Linked DNA regions of Mus musculus: region 2 is linked to region 1. The links are chromatin contacts, called in public Hi-C maps. All regions are on one chromosome and are shown on one strand. Each heading gives the region's core, a stretch centred on a gene start, on an enhancer-like site or on the middle of the called end of the contact. The rest is flanking DNA. Distances are from core to core; before and after follow the strand shown.

Region 1 (6,881 bases), core at 341-2,840:
GGATTTGAACTCAGGTCCTTATGCTTTCACAGTAACATCTCCATACCAACCCTCTTCCAACCAGTTATTGTGGACTGTTTGTCATCACATAGCCCAGGCTGCACTCAAAATTGCAATTCTCCTGCCTCAGCCTCCAAATGCTGAGATAACAGACTTGCCCACCACCTCATCTGAACACAGAGTCCCCAATTGAGCAGTGCCTGTAACAACTCCCCAAAGTGTCTAGGACACCAAGGCAGCTCAGGGCCCTCTGCTGAGGTCAGGCCACCTACTGCACAGGTCACACCTGGAGCTTTGAGGGCCAGTGACTGGTGCCTCCAAGGGTCCCCACACTCAAACACTTACACTGAATGCCTTACAGCAGGCATATGGAAGGGCATAGACCCCACGCTCACACAGGGGCCTCATTCCTGAATCTCACTTTACTCCTGGCAAGGAGCTGGAACAAGAGAGGCATCCAGATGGCAGGGTGACCCCATCTTAGGGTTTCAGTTGCTGCAACAAAACGCTGTGGCCAAAAACGCAGGTTGAGAAGGAACAAGTTTATTTGGCTTACAGTTTTATATCACTGTTCATTTTTGAAGGTAATCAGGACCGGAACTCCTACAGGGCAGGAACCTGGAGGCAGGAGCTGATGCAGAGGCCAGGGAGGGGTGGGTGCTCCTTACTGGCTTGTTCCCCATGGCTTGCTCAGCCTGCTTTCTTATAGAAGCCAGGACCACCAGCCCAGGGATGGTACCACCCGCAATAGGGCTGGGCCCTCCCCCATTGATCACTAGTTGAGAAAATGTCTTACAGCTGACTCTCATGGATACATTTCCTCAATTGAGGCTTCTTCTCTGATGACTCTAGTGTATGTCAAGTTGATACACAAAACCAGCTAGCACATCCCCCAAGAGGACTTAGGGTACTCTGGACAACAACAATTGTTGATATGGCTTTAGCTTTCACTTACATCTGTCTGTCCGTCCGTCTGGAGACAGGGTCTCACTATGTAGTCCTGGCTGTCCTGGAACTTATTACATAGACCAGGCTATCCTTGAACTCACAGAGATCTGCCTACCTTGGCTTCCTAGAGTGCTGGGATTAAAGGCTGTGCCACCATGCCTACCCTAATTTATGTGTATGTGTGCTTGTGTGTGTATTCAGATGCCAAGATGTACATATGGAAGCCAGAGGACAGAGCCAGAGAGTGGGAGTTCACCCTCTCCCTCCACCATGTGGGCCCTGCATATCGAATGCAGGCCATCAGGCTTGGTGGCAAGCACCTTCTTTACCTGCTGGCATTGTGTGTCGCTTGTTGGTCTGCTTTAACAGAGCCAGGATGCACTGGGATGAGTTATTGTCTTGCCAGCCACAGATAGGAAATAGTGGGTGGCTTCTGGAAGGGCTAAGAATCCCACATGGTGATGACTTGGAGGAAGGCTGGATTGTTATCTAAACAGGAGCTGTGTTACTAGCCAGCAGGAAGTGGCCACTTGATCCACAGATGTTTCCTGGGCTGGGTGAGGTGGGGGATGTTGTGGAGATTTGGTAGGGGGTGGGGAGTAAGGCTGAAGCCTAGGACTCTTTTCTCCCATCCTTGGCCCAGTTCTTTATGAGACATTTTGGAGAGAGAGACCTAGGCAGGACACCCAGACCTCCTGAGTGCACACAGGGACCTTCGATGGGCTCCAGGGTGAGCAAGCAGATCCCAATGGGTCTATGGGGGTGGGAGCTCTGCTGTCTCCCCGAAGGTGCAGTTGCTCCCCACAAGGACTCCGGAAGCCGAGGGTGGAGTTGACAGGGCAGGAAGTCCCAGGCTGCAGCCCAGAAAGCTTCTGATCCTGGCAGCATGTGCTGGCCGCTGCTGTATCCTTTGGTGCTGGGGCTCAGCATCAGCCTGGCAGAGGGCATCCAGACCCCCAGCATCTACGATGATGTAGAGAGTACCAGGGGAAGCCATGGTGAGTGACTGTGTCCCTTAAAGGGGTGGATCAGAAATGGAGCTATTGCTGAGCAGGCTTACAGTCTTAGGTCCCTAAACTCCATGCCTTTGGGACTGGGTTGTATCCTTCCATTAACTGAGTGCTGGAGTGGGGACACTGAGGCACCCACAATGCCTAAGACTCTCAAGGCTATTCTCCTTCATCTTGTATCCCTAAAGGCAGGGCAGAGCAGTGGTTGACTGATGTCCCCTCTCTCCCACAGAAGGCCCTCTGGGTCCCACAGTAGAACTCAAGGAGCCGAAGTCCTCAGACAAGCCTAATCCACGAGGCTACCCGGGCAAATTCTGTGCCAACGACAGTGACACGCTGGAGCTCCCGGCCAGCTCTCAAGCACTGCTGCTGGGGTGGGTCCCCACGAGGCTGGTACCTGCCCTCTATGGGCTTGTGGTGGCTGTGGGGCTGCCTGCCAATGGGCTGGCGCTGTGGGTGCTGGCCACAAGGGTGCCACGCCTGCCATCCACCATTCTGCTCATGAACCTGGCAGTGGCTGATCTGCTGTTGGCCCTGGTGCTGCCACCACGACTGGCTTACCACTTGCGTGGCCAGCGCTGGCCATTTGGTGAGGCTGCCTGCCGGGTGGCCACAGCTGCCCTCTATGGCCACATGTATGGTTCAGTGTTGCTGCTGGCTGCAGTCAGCTTGGACAGATACCTGGCCCTGGTGCATCCTTTGCGGGCCCGTGCACTGCGTGGTCAACGCCTCACTACTGGACTCTGTTTGGTGGCCTGGCTCTCTGCAGCCACCCTGGCCTTGCCTCTCACTCTGCATCGGCAGACCTTCCGATTAGCTGGCTCCGATCGCATGCTGTGTCATGATGCGCTGCCCCTGACTGAGCAGACCTCCCACTGGAGACCGGCCTTCATCTGCCTGGCTGTCCTGGGCTGCTTCGTGCCACTGCTGGCCATGGGCCTGTGCTATGGAGCCACCCTTCGTGCACTGGCGGCCAATGGCCAGCGCTACAGCCATGCACTCAGACTGACAGCCCTGGTACTGTTCTCGGCAGTGGCCTCTTTCACACCTAGCAATGTGCTGCTGGTGCTGCACTATTCAAACCCGAGCCCTGAGGCCTGGGGCAATCTCTATGGAGCCTATGTGCCCAGCCTGGCACTCAGCACCCTCAACAGCTGCGTAGACCCTTTCATCTACTACTATGTGTCCCATGAGTTCAGGGAGAAGGTACGCGCTATGTTGTGTCGCCAGCCGGAGGCCAGCAGCTCCTCTCAGGCCTCCAGGGAGGCTGGAAGCCGAGGGACTGCCATTTGCTCCTCTACACTTCTGTGACTGGTAGCTGAGGTGGGAAGGGGGCATTCTGGCTTGACTGGGTCTCCCCTTAAACTACATCCCTCTTGAACCCTCAGGACATGACCTTATTTGGATATGCAGTTGGTGCGACCTTCATTAGTGGAGCTGAGGTCCACTGGAAATGCTTTTGTAAAAGGTCTGGGTACTATACGTCTGTCACTCCAGCACTAGGGAGGTGGAGAAGAGGATCAGGAGTTCAGGATTATCTTTGACTGTAGTGAATTTGGAGCTAGGCTGGGCTATGTGAGAGTCCAGAGGCAGAAAGGAGTTATGAGGTCACTAGCTAGAGGATGCTGAGAAACCAGAATGGAGTTTCCCTTAGAGCTTCAGGGGATCCAGCCCTAGACACCCTGATTTTGTCAAGGTGCCTCTTAGAACTTCAAACCTTTGTGCTTAGCATGTGTCTGCACAGTGTAGATGTGTCTGCACACATATATTGTATGTGCCTGCGGGTACACAGAGAGGCCAAAGGATGATGGGTGTCTACCTCAATTCCTTCTCTACCATTAAATTTTTAAAAAAATGCTATATATATATATATATATTGTGTGTGTGTGTGTGTGTGTGTGTGTGTGTGTGTGTGTGTGTGTGTGTGTATTCTGCCTGCATGTGTGCCTGGTGCCCACAAAGGTCATAAGAGGGTCAGATCTCCTGGAACTGGAGTTATAGCTAGTTATGAGGTGTCATTTGGATGCTGGAGATGGAACCCCAGTTCTCAACAAGAACAGCAGATGCTCTTAACTGCTGAGCTATCTCAATGGGCCTCCACCCCACGAGATTAGATTTCTCAGCAGATTGAAACTCATTGTCTGTGGCTAGGCTGGTCTGCCAGCAAGTTCCCTGCATCTTCTTCCCATGTATGCCACACCTGGCTTTTACATGGGTTCTGGTCCTCATGCACGCACAGCAGGTACTACCGACTGAGCCACCTTACTTTCTTTCTAAGCTTACTTTTTAAAGGCACATGGGTCCTTCACACCACTCTACTATTTGTCCTAAGATGCTGCAAGGGGAGAATGAGGATTCCCAGGCCCACCTGGCTTCTTAGCTCTGCTCTTGGGGTCCCAACACTTAAAAAATCTCTCAGGGTCTGGCAAGATGGCTTAGGGGAGTAATGGCTATGGACCTGAGTTTGATTGCCTGGATTCACATGGTAGAAGAGAACCCACTCTAGCAACTTGACCTGTGGCCTTCACACATGTGCTGTGGCACGCATGACAGTCCCTTATGTCCAAGATTAGTATCTTGTCTTCACCCAACCCTAAAGGTGAGCTGCAGGAGGACTACTGGTACCTCAGGGGGCGGGTCACTGAGCCACTGTGTTGTCTGTAGCCAGGTCCTGCATGAGAGAAAACTAGCCCTATATTGCATTATTTGCAGAAGGCTGAAAACTGCAGGGTATGTGGAGATCAGCTTGTACTTACTAGTGACCTAGTGGTTTCTACAGCAGCAGGCATAGGACCTCTTCCAGGATAACACGGCTGAGTTCCATGACTGGCTTCCCAGGATATAGCAGACTTGGGTCTTGGCCTTTCAAGTGTGTGGCATCTATGAAGAGTGCCCTCAGATCTGCTAGAAGGACAACATCTTCCAGATGCTAGGAGTGATGATGGACTTGGGTGAGGGGTCTGCAAGTGGTCCAGCCCATAGCATTGTGTTGTGGTGCAGTATGAGCAGTTCTTCTGAGCAGACCATGCGCCAGCTTATTCTTGGCCCAGCACAGAGTGCAAGCTTGGGGACAATCTCTGGGGAGGGCAGCTAACTGCACATGGCAACTCTCAAACCCCAAGACTGACACCAATCTGTAGTTCAAGGGTCAGAACTTGCTCTGAAGTTTGGAAGTCTTGAATATGTGCCTTAAGGGACTCTTGGGACCACTGGGTCCTACTGCAGATCGAAACTTGAGAACTGTGGAAAGACCTTCAAAGATCTGTTTCTGGAAATATTAAAAAAGACGAATGGGCACATTCCTCCGCTGTGTCTTTGCCTTGGCAGCCTGGCTGGCCAAGCACTGGTGAGCAATGGCCAACCTGTTTTATCTCATGGAGACTCTCTGGCCTGGAGCTCCAAAACATCTCCACCTAGTTCCCTAGGTTTCCACTGGTGGGTCGTTACCATGCCAACCCCATGCTTTAAATTCCCCATGGCCTTTGTGGTACACATCTAGCAAACCCACACTTTACTGACTGTACCTTTCTCTTAAGCCCAGAATTGCTGTCACATGAAAGAAAACACAAACTTAGTTCAGAAACAATGGTAACCCAATCTCTGGGCTCAACAACTAAAACCTAATCCTGTAAGCCTTATTAAAATCTGATTCCTTTGGTGGCAAATCCTTGTGGATCCGCCAAGATACAGGGAAACTCTAGCAGCTACATCTTAACCCCCTGCTGTCCTGTTCCAGAAGGACCTAACTCTCTCTTGCTACCTCTCCTCCTTTGTACAACTCAGAAGTCCCGCCTACTCGCCCAGTGATTGGCTCCTTTATTCATTAGTGATTGGTTCACAGGAACAGCACCAGGCCCACCCACAACACAGATCTGCCCAGAAACTGAGCAACACCCCAACACCCTGTATAACTCTTATGAGCTGTCCCAACACTGCACAGGCCTCACACCTCCCCATATCCCCCCGCTCCTCCTTGCCCTGTGTCCTGACTGCTGTCTTCTGACTTTGACTTTTCTGCCCTTTGCCCCTGGTCTGATCTCAAGGGCAAACCCTTTCTGGAGTCAGAAGGGATATGTCCTGGTTGTGGAAGGTTGGGCAACAATAATGGCTTCTACAAACTCAGGAGGAACTGTGCTCCACCTCCCTGCACATGGGCCCTGAGCACAAACACTATTGCTGGTGCCAAGAAGTGCTTGCTGACAGGAACCTGATATGGCTGCTCTACCAATACACCAATACGCACCTGACCAATACAGTTGCAGATACTCACAGGCAACCACCAGACTGAGCCTGGAGACCCCAATGGAGGAGTAAGGGGAAGGACTGAAGGAGCTGAAGGGGATTGCAACCCCATAGGAAGAACAATATCAACTAACTGGACCACCCAGAGCTCTCAGAGACTAAATGACCAACCAAAGTATATACATGGAGGGATCCAAGGCTCCAGATACAGATAAGGATGGCCTTATTTGACATCACTGGGAGGAGAGGCCTTTGGTCCTGGGGATGCTAGAGGGGTGAGTTAGTAGTGGGTGAATGGGTGGAAGAGCATACTCATAGAGGCAAATGGGAGGGGGGAGAAGGGAATGAGATGGGGGTTTGTGGTGGGGTAACTGGGAAGGGTGATATCATTTGAAATGTAAATGATTAATTTGAATAAAACGATTAATAATTACAAAAGAAAGCTAGTTAGCTATAGCATTTGTTATCCAATCTATGAATGCTAAGAATGTGCAGGTATAAATAGAGCTTTGATCTGAACAAATGATTTGAACAGTCTGAAAGGCAGGACCAAATGACCTAGCTGCTCTGAAAATGTCTGAGAAGCAAGTCTTCAGAGGGAAAAGCTTCAATGACGGTAAGGCAGGATCAAGCAGGGAGCTGGGAAAACGCGACTCTGCATCTCAGCCTCCCCAAGGGCGG
Region 2 (6,576 bases), core at 1,464-3,963, 54 kb after region 1:
TTTTAATCGACTCTATGTATATGCAGTTTCATCATCTTCCAGTTTATGGGTATTATAGCAAAGTAATTAGCATCTTATTTCATTCTCAAGACTGACCCTGTTTGACTAGCCAATTATATGGTCATTGGATAGTCCTATAAATATGCAAATGAAAACAAGGTATCTGTGCCTGATTCATGTGCCAGGATAAATGTTTAAAAAAAGCTTTAGGGAATTAAAATTTGATGCTTAATACTGAGGAGCCAGTGTAACCAGCTAATGCTCAGCTTGACTCAAATAGCTGGGAGTGATTACTTCAGATCCAGCTGCTAGCAACAGCTAATCTCGGGGAAAGCAGCAGAATCTATGTGTGCCTCTGGGTATGTGTACACATACATGAGTGTGAAGGAGGAAAAGAGCAGTCAGTGCTAAAGGGAAATATTAAATAGCCAATCATGGCATTTAGGGAAAGTCACTGAACATGGCGACTGGAGAGAGAAGGACAGTAAATTTTGTGAACCTTTGAGAGGTGGCTGCAGCACCCATTACTGAAGAAACTCAACTTAATATGATTTTGAACACCTTTTTGTTATTTTTTTTCGTAATGGTACTCATGGATTATGTTCATGTATTACCTTGATAATGATAAATCCTGCATATATGCTATACATGCAGATATTTTCTTTATATATTATATATATAATATGATATATATGTACATACAATGTGATAGTTAATATTGTCCACTTGATAGGATCTAAAATTAACTAGGATAATCACCTAGTTATCTAGAATCATCTAGTTAACTAGGATAATCAACCTCTAAACATATCTGAGAGATTATCTACATTAGGCTAACTCAAGTGAAAAGTCCCTCGCAGAATCATCCCATTGGATGGGGTCCCTGATTGAACAAAAAAGGAGAAATCAGTCTGAGTGCTGATCCTCATCTCTTTCTGCTTCCTGACTACAGGTGCAATGTGATCAGTTGCTTCAAGTTCCTGCTACCATGCCTTTCCTTCCAAGATGGGCTAGATTCTCAAACTCTGAACCAAAATAAACACCTTTGTCAGATGTTGTCCTAGTAACAAAAGAAGTAATGAATAAAGACACAAACTTGTCTGTACCACTGTGACAATTAATTCTAATTACAATTTTCTTCATTTTGTATTAATTTAGGGGAACACCCTTGAACATACCACATGTAGTGGTCTCATTGATTGGACTATCATGGGACTCTACAGGACAAGATATCCCTTAAAGACAGGCTATTCAATTGAATGATACTGTTTATCATAGTTTGCATACTTAAAATGTAAAACATCTGGCTACAGTGGTGAGACAGATGCACCATGGAAAATCTGAATTTTCCTTGAATTGGGAGGGAAACAAAGGTGACATTTTAGACAAGAGAAAGATGAGATATAAGAACAGAAAGTGTGAGGTGCTGTGCACAGATTTGACTTTGCCTTCTAGACCAAGTGTGTCATGTGGCTTCTTACAAGGGTGGGAGGGAGAAGAGGAAGAAACAGTCTGTACTTCATTTATTGAATGCAGCTTTCGCTGGTCACATGTCAACTCAATACAAACAGCCCAGTACAGGGTATGCCATTAGCTCTTGTTCTCATCAATGTAAACACAACATTAATAGTGAAGAGTAAAGAAAATGGGTCCAGTGTCTTCCATATGCACAATGAAGAGGTTCGTGCCAACACTTGGACAGGTCCTGAGGGGAAACTAAGTTCATCAGCTCCCTCACTTTCAACAGTGAGGCAGGGAAGAACACAGAGATACCTGACCCATTTCTTCCAGTGGCTTCAATGTAGTCATACAAGTGTTCAAATTGGACTTCTGTGAACTGTTCAAGTTCTTCTATAGGCCCAAGAAGGGAATCATACCTTCTGTGAGTGCTGAAGTAGTTCCATGAAGCCCTTTCCTTGTGGCTTGGTGATGGTCCATAGAAAATGTGAGTTGCATATAGTGTTTGGACTCATATTTCTGTAGTCCCTGTCATAGTACTGGATCTAGAGAGTGGAAACTTGGAATCAGGTGGTCTCAGTGTTCATCATGAAGGAAGCTGTTCACCCAGGAACATCCTCCACGGGTGCTTGACTTGCAGGGCCACTGCTGCTGAGGGGTGTTGATCGAGGGAGTTGATTTTTCTTTCAGAGCTTTAAGGATTAGATTTTTTAAAAAACTTAGATTTCTAGATCAAAATGAACAAAATCCCCCAAATTCAAACAACTCAAAACAAAACAAGAGTGACTTTGAGAATAAACAACCAATTCATCCCTCCTTCAGGTCCCTCATGTGTAATGTCCATATGAGAGTCTCCAGATGTTTGTTTGGGTCCTTGGGTTGCTGTCCATATGGGTACCCAGCTAGGTGGCAGGATACATTTCCATCGTAGGAAGCTTTATTGCTCTTACTTTCTCAACAGCTAAGGTTTGACCCATAACTGTTAAAAAGCAATGGGAATATCCAGAAGCCCTGACTTGGTCTGTGGCTTTGTGATGATGTTAAACTCTTCATTTGCTTCCACTCTTCTATGTCCCATCCTGGAAGCACCCATGGTGGGCTGGGTCTCTGTCCAAGACTTCAGAAGAGAGCAGCTTTGTGGGGCCAAAGAGACAAAGGGAAACAAACCAAAGAAAAGCAGTGTTGGCTTTTGTCTTCAAAGGCTGGGCCCCAGCAGGAAGTGGTTCTTCCCTTGTGGCACGTCTCTCCCTAGTGGTGGCTCTCCCTAGTAGTGCTAGCTGTTGTTCTCAGCTGTGAGATATTTCAAGGCAGCAAAGCCATATCGTCGGGACATGTCTTGTTGAAACTCTTCCTTCAGGGTTTTGAGACAGATGCGGTATTGCTTGTTGGAACGGAACTTAGTGATGTCGAAACTAGGGGCATGGGGCATGTGGATCATGTAGGCATTGGGCAACACGGTGAACTCATACTCCTAGAAGGAGGAAGACAAGAGTAATGAGAGATCTTGTAAGAGCTTTGGGTCATGTATGATTCTGAATCAAGGGAATGGAGAATAACACCAGGAAAGGCCACAATAGCTCCAGAATAACTCGCTTCAGGGTCCTGTCCATGAACTTATATAAAATATCAGAGTCATCTGAAGTTTGGTTTTCTCATATACAAAGTGAGAGTGATAAAATCTATCCTGAAGTATGATTATGAGGGTAAAACTCATACTTTATGGGAAAAAGAAAAACAGAACACATGTCCACTCCAGCGGCTCTCCATATAGCACATAGTCAAACTCTAATAACGTTACTATGCAATCTTCTCTTGGACAGTGAACTTTCATCTGTTTATGTGACAGTCTTCACAAAAAGTATAAAAAGAGGGGACAAAAGAAAAACAAAAGGCAAGGAAAAAAAAGCAAATGTTAAAGCTCAATGTGGTGACTCATGTCTATAACGCAGCACTTAGAAAGCCAGCATGAGAAGACTGCCATGAATTCCAGGTCAAACATAGCAAGTTTCATCAGTCTAAGCCTTAGTATAAGATCCTTTCTTAAAAATAGACATATAAATAATTATGTAAATAAAATACCCAAATAAAAAACTAAATGTTTAGCTATATTAAAGGTTAAGAATAATAAAATTTTCCTTGACTTCTTATAAGTGAACAGTGGACACAAGTTTAGGACATGTAACAAAGATAGAACCCAGCACATGCACAATCTATCTATATATATCCTTACTCCAATTTGGATTCATGTCATCTACTTTCTCAGCCCAGAGCAGACAAGAATAAACTCAGCAAGGCAAACTAAGGACAGGAGAGGCAGATGCATCAGGCAGAAGACAGCAGCTAGTGGTAACATTAAAAAAAAAATCAGAAGAACATGCAAGACTCTAGGGCCCACCTGTCTGGGCATTTTACACAGAAACAGAGTGGGCTACTCATCCACCAGGCTCTATAGCTGTGGCTCTGTGAGTGCCTCACTATCTTAAGTCACTGGAATGAAGATGTCTGATGAGTGCTATAGGCAAATACAGGAAAGTATATGGTCCACTTGCAAAAATTCTGTGAATGTGTCTAAAACAGAGGCTAGGCCTTTGTGACAGGGAAAAAAAATAAACTTTTTTTGAATGGTCACCACACAACACTGTTGGGCCCAGAAATACCACTGTTCTTGCTGGTAGCAGCAATGGTAGGCTAGGATTCATGGTCTCTAAGCAGGTTTATCAGTCAGGACATGGGTACCAATAGATGGATATCATGTTTTGTTTTGCTCAACATGGATACTGTTCCACAAAGTCGGTAGATTCTCAGTCACCTGGGATGGCTCAGCTTCAAGGGAACATGTGTCTCATGAATAGCAAATGGAGTTGACAAACTACAGCCTGTCTGGTTTGCTTCAGCTGTATAAATGAAGCAGTAGTGAAGCCTAGCCATGAACATTATTTAGAGAGCACCTATGGACGAACAACAGTGGCAGAGCTGAGCAGAGCGACTTTCAGGTCTCACAAAGCTCCATGTAATTACCATCTAGTCCTTTTCAAAACTGTATAGTACCTAGCTTAACCTATTAAAATTCTGTAGACGTCTTCTGAAGCAGATGTTTGCTACGTATTGTGTAAATGAACAAAGGCTTTCAAATGGAACATAGTCTAAAAATCTCTGTTGTTTTAATTGAAGGGCAGAATAATTAGCAACATTTTAGTGGCATGTTTTGTGCCACTTACAGTGAGGCAATCATACACGTTGGTGTCCAGTCATAAGCAGTAATCCTGTGCTTATTTTCTTCACCAGATGGTGGGGGTAGGAAGCTCTCATTTGCTTAACCCTGGCCAGAAACCTAGTTCCTATGCAAGGGAAGAGGAAATGTTTGAGGTTGAAAGCCCAGAAAACAGATTCACATGTGTTAGTTCCTCAACACATCTTGTTCCTCTGAAGGTTCTTTGGAATCTTGTCTCCAAGGTAGTTTTTCAGCTCTAATATCTGCCTATCTCTCCTCCCCCACATAGTACCAGGCCAGTGTTTTGTTCTCACCTGTGCATCCAATTCCATGATGTGAGCCACTTTGTTCCAGCCAAAGCCCACAAATCTCCGATCATACTCAGGGCAGTCTCGTCTCACAACAACATATGGCTCAAAATCAGCCTCCCACTCAACCTGGTAAGGTGTGGTGGCAGTCCGCCACTTGGCAAAGTTTGTGGGTGCATGGCCTTTAGTCCATACGTGATACCTGGGACATGTAGAAAAAAGCCATTGAGTGAAGGGATGCAAGCTGAATTTTCCCAAACCTGGTGATGAAGAGGAAGAAGAAGTACATGTTGATATGGTCTTCCTGGTGAGATATACTGTGTCCCTGCAAAACCCTCATTCAAGTTCAAACTTTCAGTGCTTGTAAATGAGACCTGGCAGGGAACAGGAGCTTTATAACTATACTCAAGTTACTTATGAGTAAAGCATGTGCAGATTCAGACAGTGCTAGAATGAGGGACCTATCAAGAAACAAGCAATATCAAGGATTGCTGGCAATCACCAAGAACAAAGGCAGACAGGAACAAGTAAGGCATCTTTCCTGGAGCCTTTAGAAAACCATGGATCTACTAGGACCTTTAATTGGGATTTCTGACTTGCAAAATTGTTAAATAATAAGCAACTGTGTGTTAAGCCACCTATTTTGTAGTATTTTGTTACAGCAGCCTCAGGAAACTAATGCAGTCCCCAGTTATCTGTCATTAATGAAAAGACTCCATAGAAAGATCAATGAACTTTTGAGCACTTGCCATCATTTCCAAGAAATCTATCTCTGGTCATTCCTATCAGGGCCCACTGGTAGTCCTGATCAACCCTCAATGATGGGGCAGAATTTAGGAGTAGGAGACCCCTCTGATTATATTATATTATGAGGCAAGGGTGGATTTTTTTATAGACATAAAAGTTACTAAGCAGGTGCCTCTGAAGTTAATGAAAATTGAGATTACCAAGGTGAGTATGATCTAAGTCATGATCTTTCGTATCTGGAAGGAAGTAAAGAATTATGTCGTGAGCTGTTTATAGAGACAGGGTAAAAAGTAGGAGCCAGGAACCAATGGCGTACATATCCAAAAGCTAGGAAAATGAACACTTCAGCCTGTGGTATCAAGAAAAGAAAGCCTATCAGCACCCAGCAAACAGGAAGAGGGTCTTGTGGCACTGGAGAAGACATGAATTTCTTTGGACATTTGCTTTCCACACAGCAGTAGCCTGGACAGAGAGTTGGTTATTGCATACAAGCAGACAGAGACAGTCAAGTTGTGAGACTGCTGCTTTACAGTATTGTGGTGGTGCTACTCTGTTATCTGGCAATGAGAAATGAACGACACGACGATTTGAAGGTTGTACTTGTTAGGCATTTACTCTGAGTTGGGATGATTTTAAATGTTGTATATGCATATTGTTTTAAATTCTAAAAATGATCCTGATGCTCAGTTGGAAATAGTAATGAATCCTAGGTAGTCTGGCTCAAGGGTCTGCTTGTGTGCTACTCAACTCAACATGTATACAAGGGTAGAAGGAACAAGGGGCAAGGCAGAAAGACTTGCAGATTAGGACTCTGTTCTCACGTTATGTTCCTGAATGTACCATGTTCCCTTT

Evidence for each region. Hi-C and Micro-C count contacts between places; a contact is called where the count stands out from the background.
Region 2: a Hi-C map of granulocyte-monocyte progenitors shows a contact between it and region 1, with 1.9 times the contacts expected there. The contact joins the enhancer-like site here to the promoter of F2rl3 in region 1. A contact is called at or near these places in 7 of 484 Hi-C or Micro-C datasets (DN3 thymocytes, the HPC-7 cell line, LSK cells and 4 more) and 2 of 9 other capture datasets (adipose tissue and pancreatic islet).

The regions. Positions count from the first base shown.
Region 1 is chr8:72,760,069-72,766,949 of GRCm38.p6, forward strand. F2rl3 (coagulation factor II (thrombin) receptor-like 3) reads left to right here and starts at 1,591. Exons shown (of 2, transcript NM_007975.4): 1 at 1,591-1,946; 2 at 2,191-3,830. The coding sequence starts at 1,835. The coding sequence ends at 3,269. It overlaps Gm39198 (a long non-coding RNA gene), which reads right to left. Exons shown (of 3, transcript XR_878934.2): 3 at 3,885-6,881.
Region 2 is chr8:72,813,093-72,819,668 of GRCm38.p6, forward strand. Large1 (LARGE xylosyl- and glucuronyltransferase 1) reads right to left here. Exons shown (of 15, transcript NM_010687.2): 14 at 4,984-5,179; 15 at 1,506-2,929. The coding sequence ends at 2,732. Among named protein-coding and RNA genes, the nearest start is that of Gm39198, 30 kb to the left of the region's middle. Within about 2 kb of position 2,714, at least 44 of the 459 cell types and tissues checked have an H3K27ac peak or open chromatin away from gene starts, as enhancers often do. A contact at or near this core is called in the HPC-7 cell line, LSK cells, adipose tissue and 2 more, where this site is marked.